Regions from separate parts of the Pan troglodytes genome. Here regions 1 and 3 are each linked to region 2. The links are chromatin contacts, called in public HiChIP or PLAC-seq maps. All regions are on one chromosome and are shown on one strand. Each heading gives the region's core, a stretch centred on a gene start, on an enhancer-like site or on the middle of the called end of the contact. The rest is flanking DNA. Distances are from core to core; before and after follow the strand shown. Region 1 holds the start of TIMMDC1 (translocase of inner mitochondrial membrane domain containing 1). Region 2 holds the start of COX17 (cytochrome c oxidase copper chaperone COX17). Region 3 holds the start of POGLUT1 (protein O-glucosyltransferase 1).

Region 1 (2,844 bases), core at 105-2,604, 180 kb before region 2:
CTTGGGCTTTCAGGCCTTGGTAACTTATCTTGGTGCCCACTTCTACCTAACATGGGATAAGCAGTAATCCAGAGCCAGAAGTCAGGGGATCTGAATTATTCAACAAATACTGAGCACCTACTGCAGTCCTAGGTCCTGGAGATACAGAGATGAATATATTTGGTCTGTGATCTCAAGGATAGTTTATTGAGACAGATTAATAGGAAATTATGATGCAGTGTTGTAAGTGCTACGATGAGTGCTGAATCAAATCTCATATCCCAGAGTAGTCTTCATGGCGCTGTCACTAATTGAGCTGGTCACTCTAGTCAGTCACTTCTCAGGGACTTATGTGTAGCATTTCCAGCTATCAAATTCCTAAGTCCACTTACTGTATTCTACTACAGTGTGGCAATTTTGATTGACAACTAGAAAGGAATCAAGGAGGTGAAGGGATTGGCAAAATGAATAAGGGAGTATGCTTGTTAACAAGGATTGAATGAAATTACACGAATATTGAGAATATTTTAAATGCATTCATTTTAATGAAAACTATACTTCGAAGCATATGTTAGCAGAGGTTGTAGTGACGGCAAATTATACAAACACTTGATAGAAATTCCAGAAATTCTCCTGCCTTTTGAGAAGCAGTAGGCATATGAACTAAAGGGAGTGAAATCCACCTTAGGAAGACCTGCCAAAAAGCTGATTCTTCAAAAAAGTGTTCTCGAAATCTTAGTGTAACTGGCACCAACACCCATCCCTAATGCCTCGTTTTTTTTCCAGCAGAACTGACAAGGTACAAACGGACCCCGCCCAGCCTGGAAGGCTTCTCTAATGTTGGCAGAGTAGGTTGGACTTGTTTTTGCACAAATCGCCTTTCCCTCTTTCCCTACTCCACTTGCACTGAATATTGCACTTTCTTCCTTACTGAAGCGGGATTCCTGCCTTTTTTTTTTTTTTTTTTTTTTTGAGACAGATTTTCGCTCTTGTTGCCCAGGCTGCAGTGCAGTGGTGTGATCTCGGCTCACTGCAACCTCCGCCTCCCGGGTTCAAGCGATTCTCCTACCTCAGCCTCCCGAGTAGCTAGGATTACAGGCGCCCGCCACCATGCCCGGCTAATTCCTGGCATTTTAAATACGATAAATTACTTCAACCTATGACCACCTCAAGCTGAATATAAGTAGCCGCAGACACCGTTTGCATGACCCAGGAACCACAAACACGGAGCGAAGGGCTGCCGGGACCACGCTGAGCTTCACTACTGGCAGCCAACTCACTTCCGGGGGTGCACTCAGCACAGCAGTGGCCCAACCCGCCCCCGACCGGAAGTCTTTTGGGCTCCGGCTTCGCCGTCGCCCCGCCCCCTGGCCTTTGCCCCGGTCGGGCGGGACTTCCTGTGTCGTATTTCCAAGGACTCCAAAGCGAGGCCGGGGACAGAAGGTGTGGGTGTCGAGCCCTCTGGCAGAGGGTTAGCCTGGGTCAAATGCACGGATTCTCACCTCGTACAGTTACGCTCTCCCGCGGCACGTCCGCGAGGACTTGAAGTCCTGAGCGCTCAAGTTTGTCCGTAGGTCGAGAGAAGGCCATGGAGGTGCCGCCACCGGCACCGCGGAGCTTTCTCTGTAGAGCATTGTGTCTATTTCCCCGAGTCTTTGCTGCCGAAGCTGTGACTGCCGATTCGGAAGTCCTTGAGGAGCGTCAGAAGCGGCTTCCCTACGTCCCAGAGCCCTATTACCCGGAATCTGGATGGGACCGCCTCCGGGAGCTGTTTGGCAAAGAGTAAAAGTGCCTAGGGTGTGAAGTGGGGTAGGGGGCCGCGAAAGCGGTGTCCTGCAGCGTGGGCAGCCTGGGTCAGCCTTAGGACACCAAGGATGGTGTGCTTCATTTTTAGATTATAGTTGAGGTTCTGATATTTGTAACCCAAGCTTGTATCTTTTTTCTTTCTTTTTTTTCCAGACAGGGTCTTGCTCTGTCGCCCAGGCTGGAGTGCTGTGGTGCTATCTCGGCTCACTGCAACCTCTGCCTCTGGGACTCAAGTGATCCTCCCACCTCAGCCTCCCGATTAATTGGGACTACAGGCGCGCACCACCACGCCCGGCTAATTTTTTTTTAAATGTATTTTTTATAGACAGGGTTCTTACCATGTTGCCTAGGCTGGTCTTGAACTCTTGGACTTAGGCGATCCGCCTACCTCGGCCTCCCAAAGTGCTGGGATTACAGGCGTGAGCCACCGCGCCAGCCCAAACTCGTATTTTTCTTTCTTTTTTTTTTTTTTTGAGACTGAGTCGCGCTCTATCGCCCAGGCTGGAGTGCAGTGGTGCGATCTTGGCTCACTGCACTCTTCACCTCCCAGGTTCAAGCGGTTCTCCTGCCTCAGCCTCCAGAGTAGCTGGGATTACAGTTGCCCACTACCATGCCCAGCTAATTTTTGTATTTTTAGTAGAGACAGGATTTCACCATTCGCCAGGCTGGTCTGGAACTCCTGACCTCACGTGATCTGCCTGTTTCCGCCTCCCAAAGTGCTAGGATTACAGGCCTGAGCCACCGCGGCTGGACTGCGCCCGGCCTAGAAGGGCAATTATTTTATAGTAACTTAATACTTAAGACAGCTATTTGTTAGAGCAGTTTCAGGATGACATCTTGGAAGCTTCATTAGCAGTTCTAGCTTCTTATGCATTTGAGAGTAACAAATCGAATTAAATAGTAGCTTTTCCTTGTTATTTTAGATTGGCATGTGCCACTCACTGCATAGTGAACTTTCCCAATGCGTTTTTAAAAAAACATTTATTTGTTTATTTTTAGAGCCAGGATCTTTGCTATGTTGCTATGCTGGATTTGAACTCGGGCTCAAGTCCTACCTCA
Region 2 (2,747 bases), core at 67-2,566:
TGTGTTAGCCACTTGACATGGTTTGTATCATTAATCTTTACAATAATACTGGAGGGAGTTTCTTTTATTAGAGTCATTTTACAGACACATGAGGCTCAAGGTCACCAAGTTAGTGGATTAACATTCAAACCTTGACTGTGGATCCCAGACTCTTAATCATGCTGTCATACTATTCAAGGTTCAACAGCACTTACTGTTACCACTGGAACAATTTGTTCAGACTGCAGTCTTTCAATCCTACCCGTATTATTTACAAAGTACTGAGGATTAATAAAAGCACTAAGCTCCTACACTCTTATTATCCCATTATAGCACTAATGATTTCTTTCTTATATCTACTATCTGGGAAGACAAAAGGGGCCAGAGGAAGAGATGCACATTCACGTTATCTGAGGACGTCCTCTAATGAGATTTGCTCCACAAGAGAGGCTATATAAAATGAGAACAAATCTTTTGTGGATTGACAATCTAGATGAACTATTCTTAATACTTTGTCCCCTGCGTCGTAGACTGGTTGATTTTCAACTTTTGGTTGCCTTAAAAGGGTTGAAGCGTAACTCTTCAGAACTGTAAGGAATACACTCTGTGTCCTACTGTCTCTAAATTTTGGGAGAAAGCCTTAGAAATTACCAGAAAACCTTTCCTGTTTGGTCTTAACAAATCTATCATAGCCCTTACCACGTGGTATACAAGTCATTGGTTTATGTCTCCATTAACTTTAAGCTCCTTTATATCAAGATGCATCTTTATCCATGTCTACATCTTCGGACCTAACGCAGTGCTTAACCCATAACAGATACTCAAAACACATTTGTAGGAAGGAATGAGTGGTTGAAGCTTGCCGTTCTCCTCTCTCTCCATCGTTTCCGGGGACTAAGCTACGGGATAAGTCAACAGAGACCCGACCACGAAACCTACAAGGCCCAATAATTATCTCCAGAGCGCCGCAATGGGGCGGGGCGGGGGCAGACAGGGAGGAGGAGTGGGGGAAGGGGGGAAGGAAGAGGGCAGAGGGCAGAAGGCAGAGCGCAGAGGGCAGAAGGCAGAGGGCAGAGGCCGTAGGGCATAGGCACCGGAAGGCACAGGCCGCGGCCCGGGGCTCGTCGGCCGCGCCCTCTCCGGCTGCGCACTGACCACGCATCGCGCGCCTTCTTGGTCTCCGGGCAAGCGCAGCAGGGCTTCAGCGGCTTCTTCTCCTGAGACTCAGGCGGGGCAGGGTTTGAGTCAACCAGACCCGGCATCTTTCGCGCCAAAAGCAGCTATGAGCGGAGACAGCCAAATCTATGCCAGCCTCGCCAAACGCCGATTCGTCCGCAGTCACTTCCGGCAGTCGCTCTAAAAAGTACAGGAAGTCCTGCTTCTCTCTGACAGGTGGGGAATTTAAAAGGAGCGCGTGCGCAGAAGAGGCAAAATTCGGGCCTTAACGCGAGGGTGCCCCTTCAGCGCATGCGCAAGGAGGCCCGCGGAACGCTCACCTGGACTGTGGTATTTACACTCTAGGACTCTAGGTCATAGAGTATTTGTTAAATCAACTTGGGGAGGGCTCACGAAGAAAGAAAGCAGCAAGACAACTGAGAGATCTCGTAACACCCGCTCCTCCCCACCCAATATCGAAACGGAAGCCCAAGATGGTGAAATGATTTGTTCAAGCCAAACAGGAGAAACCACAAGTGAAAGCCAGTTCCCTTGAATAACAGACTAGTTTCCCCCTTTTCTTTTATCCGCCTTCTTCCTGATCCCCACACACTGCAGGCCTTTCCTCTCTTTCATTGACCTATTTAAAAATGAATAGCAAAGACATAGAGCCACCGAGTCCACAACTACTGGGGGAATTTAAAAGGTCCTCTAACCCCCTATACACCTCCTACGCACATTAAATCCTCAGCTAATTTGCATTTATAGCCCCCCTCCAACTGATCTGAATTCAGTATGAATTATTCAGTCATATATTTATTAATATACTGATGAATAAAATTGAAAAATACCATTTCCATAGCATTTCCTCAGGTACATAGATAAACTGGTGCCCGTCTTATTCGCAACGAAATGGATATAATCATTGGATTTTTTTCCTGCAGAGAATTGTTGGAAACAGGCAATAAACTCTTTTATTTTATTTTATTTTATTTTTTGGAGATAGGGTCTTGCTCTGTCGCCCAGGCTGGAGTGAAGTGGCACGATCTTGGCTGACTGCAACCTCCACCTTCTGGGTTCAAGCAATTCTCCTGCCTCAGCCTCCTGAGTAGCTGGGATTACAGGTGTGCACCACCACGCCCGGGTAATTTTTGCATTTTTTAGTAGAGACAGGGTTTCGCCATGCTGGCCAGGCTGGTCTCGAACTCTGACCTCAGGTGATCCGCCCACATCAGCCTCCAAAAGTGCTAGGTTATAGGCGTGAGCCACTGCGCCTGGCCAATAAAATCATTTTTTAAAGCAGGACTTGGAGGCACTGTTCAATAGCTGCTGGGTGATAGGTATTTTTAGGTACTTAAACTTTCAGCATCACCTAATCAAAGTTTGTTTCTATATTATAGATATTTAACTCAGGGAATTTACAGGCGTGTCTGTGAACTGGTGCTGTATAAGAGTAATTTCTGTATGTGTATTTTTCAGGTTACTAAGACCATCCCCATTTTGTCATCTGAAAACTTTCAATAAGGATGATTTTTATTTCCTTCTGGATTGATATTTTTAATAATACAACACATTACCCTCATGTTCTAAATTCACCCTCATCCATTATTATC
Region 3 (2,700 bases), core at 31-2,530, 210 kb before region 2:
AAATATTTGTAGTTCTATGATCACTAAATATATCTACACTGACCTATGTATACCTGTATAAAGATATATACCTGTACTATACTATATACCTATATTGTCCAGTATCATGTTACCCACTGTCAAGAAACAAAATTTCATCAAATTTAGTTTAAAGTTCTTGGCCAGGCATGGTGGCTCATGCCTGTAATCCCAGCACTTTGGGAGGCCGAGGTGGGCAGATCACCTGAGGTCAGGAGTTTGAGACCAATCTGGCCAACATGGTGAAACCCTGTCTTTACTAAAAATACAAAAATTACCCGGGCATGGTGACACACTCCTGTAATCCCAGCTACTCGGGAGACTGAGACAGAAGAATTGCTTGAACCTGGGAGGCAGACGTCGCAGTGAGCCAAGATTGTGCCACTGCACTCCAGCCTGGGCAACAGAGTTAGACTGTCCTCTGTCTCAAAAAAAAAAAAATCGAATTGGCTTTTATTAGTGATTCATGAATCAGGCAGCATCTCATCTATAAAACAGAAAAGTGTTCTAATGAGCTGAGCAGAAGAGGTTGGGCTTATAGGCAGAAAAGGGCTGAAGAAAGCAGAAATAAGGAACAAAAAGCAGATTGGTCATTTTGAAGTTACTTTCCTCCAAGAGTTACATCAGAGGGGACTTCTTTATCATGCCAGCTCAGGTATATGGGCCCCTTCTCCTATTTGTTGGAAAACTGACCCCTTTTAAAGCTGAGTTTAATTACGCGGCACCTAGGACAAGTTGCCTCCATTCTGGTTTTGTCTGCTCTCTTGAGGCCTAGTGCCAGAGTTCTGTCCAAAACAACGACCTCCCATAAACTTTATTTAACACCATTGATCTTTTTTCCTACGTCTAAGTCACCCCAACTGTTATAAATTCCTATTACAAAGGGATCCCTGCTATGCTAATTGCAACCTTTGGGGTCTAACCGTGCTGTACACACACACACACACACACACACACACACACACACACACACGCTCAACAAATTTATGCTATTTGATAAGAGGCAATTTGACGTCAAGAGAAGAACTGTTTGGCCTAGGCTCTATGCCAAGTCTTGGTTGTGCCACTAACCGTGAAACATACCCTCTCTGACCTTCAGTTTTCTGGCTGCAGACCTATTTTCCCAGGGGTGCCAGGGAGGGAGGATAGGCAACTGGTCCATTCGTTTATTCTCCCCACCTTCCCGGCGCAGCCTTCTCAGGGAAACTCCGCCTCAAGGCTGGGGACTGGAGGAAGGGTGGTGGGGCCACGGTGGCCATCTTTGTGCGGGGCGACCCGCCGCCCACGTGCTGCGGCTCCCGGGCCATCTTTGTGCGGGGCCGCGCTTCCGCCAGCGCCGCAGCGGGGAATCTGCAGTAGGTCCGCCGGCGATGGAGTGGTGGGCTAGCTCGCCGCTTCGGCTCTGGCTGCTGTTGTTCCTCCTGCCCTCAGCGCAGGGCCGCCAGAAGGAGTCAGGTGGGCTCCGGGCAGTGCCGAGCCTGCCCCTTGGGCTCGGGGTCTGGCCGGAGTCCCGAGGCGCTCCCCCGCGCGGCCGGCTCCCGGGAAGATGCCGTGGCCGCTGTAGCTCGGAGCTGGGCAGAAGGCACCGGGGCGCCTTGCGGCGGAGAGTGAGGTGCCGGGGTCTCTGCTCCTGCTCTGGACCCTGGAGAGTAACCCATTCCCCGGAATTCAGAATGACAGGGAGGAGAGGGAATTCCCCGTTCACCCGCAGGAGGCGTCGCCCGTGCTTGGCTACTCTGGACCTGCCTGAAACACTGAGGGGTCGGGGATGGGGGCAAATGTCGTGCGCGCGAGCGTGTGTGTATATGCGTTGCCAGAAGAGAAGAGGGGTTTAATGTCTGTAGCTTTTAACTGATCCTCTTTGTGGAGTTCAATTTGATTAGTAGAAAGTGAGAGTCCGCGTCACTATCCATAGCATTCTGAGGGTTGAGCATTAAGCTTGGGAATTTTCCAGTTTCTTGGACACCTGACAGCCGGATAGAGGAACAGACTTGACGTGAGCGTGGGAGTTGTACACACAAAAATTCCTCCCTAGCGTTTCGTTTCCATCAGTGGGATGGGAAGGGGATTTCTGAAAGTTTTGGTCTTCTGTTTCTTCTGTTGGTGTGGTGTCAGCAAATAACGTTCAGGAAAATTTTTTAAATTCTCATTTACTTCACTTTTTAAAGGTTCAAAATGGAAAGTATTTATTGACCAAATTAACAGGTCTTTGGAGAATTACGAACCATGTTCAAGTCAAAACTGCAGCTGCTACCATGGGTGAGTTCTTTTCTTTGATGTGTCTTTGAGAGTTTAGTTGCTGTCACAGGAAGTATTCTAACATCCTTGAGAGATTTTGGTTGCAGTGGTCAGAAAGGCAAGGATGTTTTTCTATTTCTGGGGAATAAAAATGCTCTGGCATGGGAAAGGCTCAGGTGGTGTCAACCTAACCACTGACTCACTGCGGGATTCAGTGCATGTGCATCTGTTTTTCCCACTGGGCTGCAAGCTTCCTGAGGTCAGGGTCTGTGTCTTATTTGCTGTTGTCTCCCTGGTGCTAGCTCTCAGTGCGTGCTCGATAAATATTGTTGAGGAAATAAACCCATCTATCGCTGAATCTAGTCCTAAATTTCCTGATGGTTATCTTTAGAAAATGCACATCAGGCTGGGCATGGTGGTTCATGCCTGTAATCCCAGCACTTT

Evidence for each region. HiChIP or PLAC-seq counts read pairs in DNA pulled down with a chosen protein or histone mark.
Region 1: a contact with region 2 is called in an H3K4me3 HiChIP or PLAC-seq map of stem cell-derived excitatory neurons, with 6 times the contacts expected there. The contact joins the promoter of TIMMDC1 here to the promoter of COX17 in region 2. A contact is called at or near these places in 1 of 7 Hi-C or Micro-C datasets (stem cell-derived neural progenitor cells) and 1 of 1 datasets of contacts at active chromatin or transcription factors (stem cell-derived excitatory neurons).
Region 3: a contact with region 2 is called in an H3K4me3 HiChIP or PLAC-seq map of stem cell-derived excitatory neurons, with 5 times the contacts expected there. The contact joins the promoter of POGLUT1 here to the promoter of COX17 in region 2. A contact is called at or near these places in 1 of 7 Hi-C or Micro-C datasets (stem cell-derived neural progenitor cells) and 1 of 1 datasets of contacts at active chromatin or transcription factors (stem cell-derived excitatory neurons).

The regions. Positions count from the first base shown.
Region 1 is chr2:122,804,460-122,807,303 of NHGRI_mPanTro3-v2.0_pri, forward strand. It overlaps TIMMDC1 (translocase of inner mitochondrial membrane domain containing 1), which reads left to right and starts at 1,355. Exons shown (of 7, transcript NM_001243911.1): 1 at 1,355-1,761. The coding sequence starts at 1,568.
Region 2 is chr2:122,980,032-122,982,778 of NHGRI_mPanTro3-v2.0_pri, forward strand. It overlaps COX17 (cytochrome c oxidase copper chaperone COX17), which reads right to left and starts at 1,317. Exons shown (of 3, transcript NM_001252540.1): 1 at 1,135-1,317. The coding sequence starts at 1,241.
Region 3 is chr2:122,774,596-122,777,295 of NHGRI_mPanTro3-v2.0_pri, forward strand. It overlaps POGLUT1 (protein O-glucosyltransferase 1), which reads left to right and starts at 1,281. Exons shown (of 11, transcript XM_516666.9): 1 at 1,281-1,473; 2 at 2,187-2,277. The coding sequence starts at 1,389.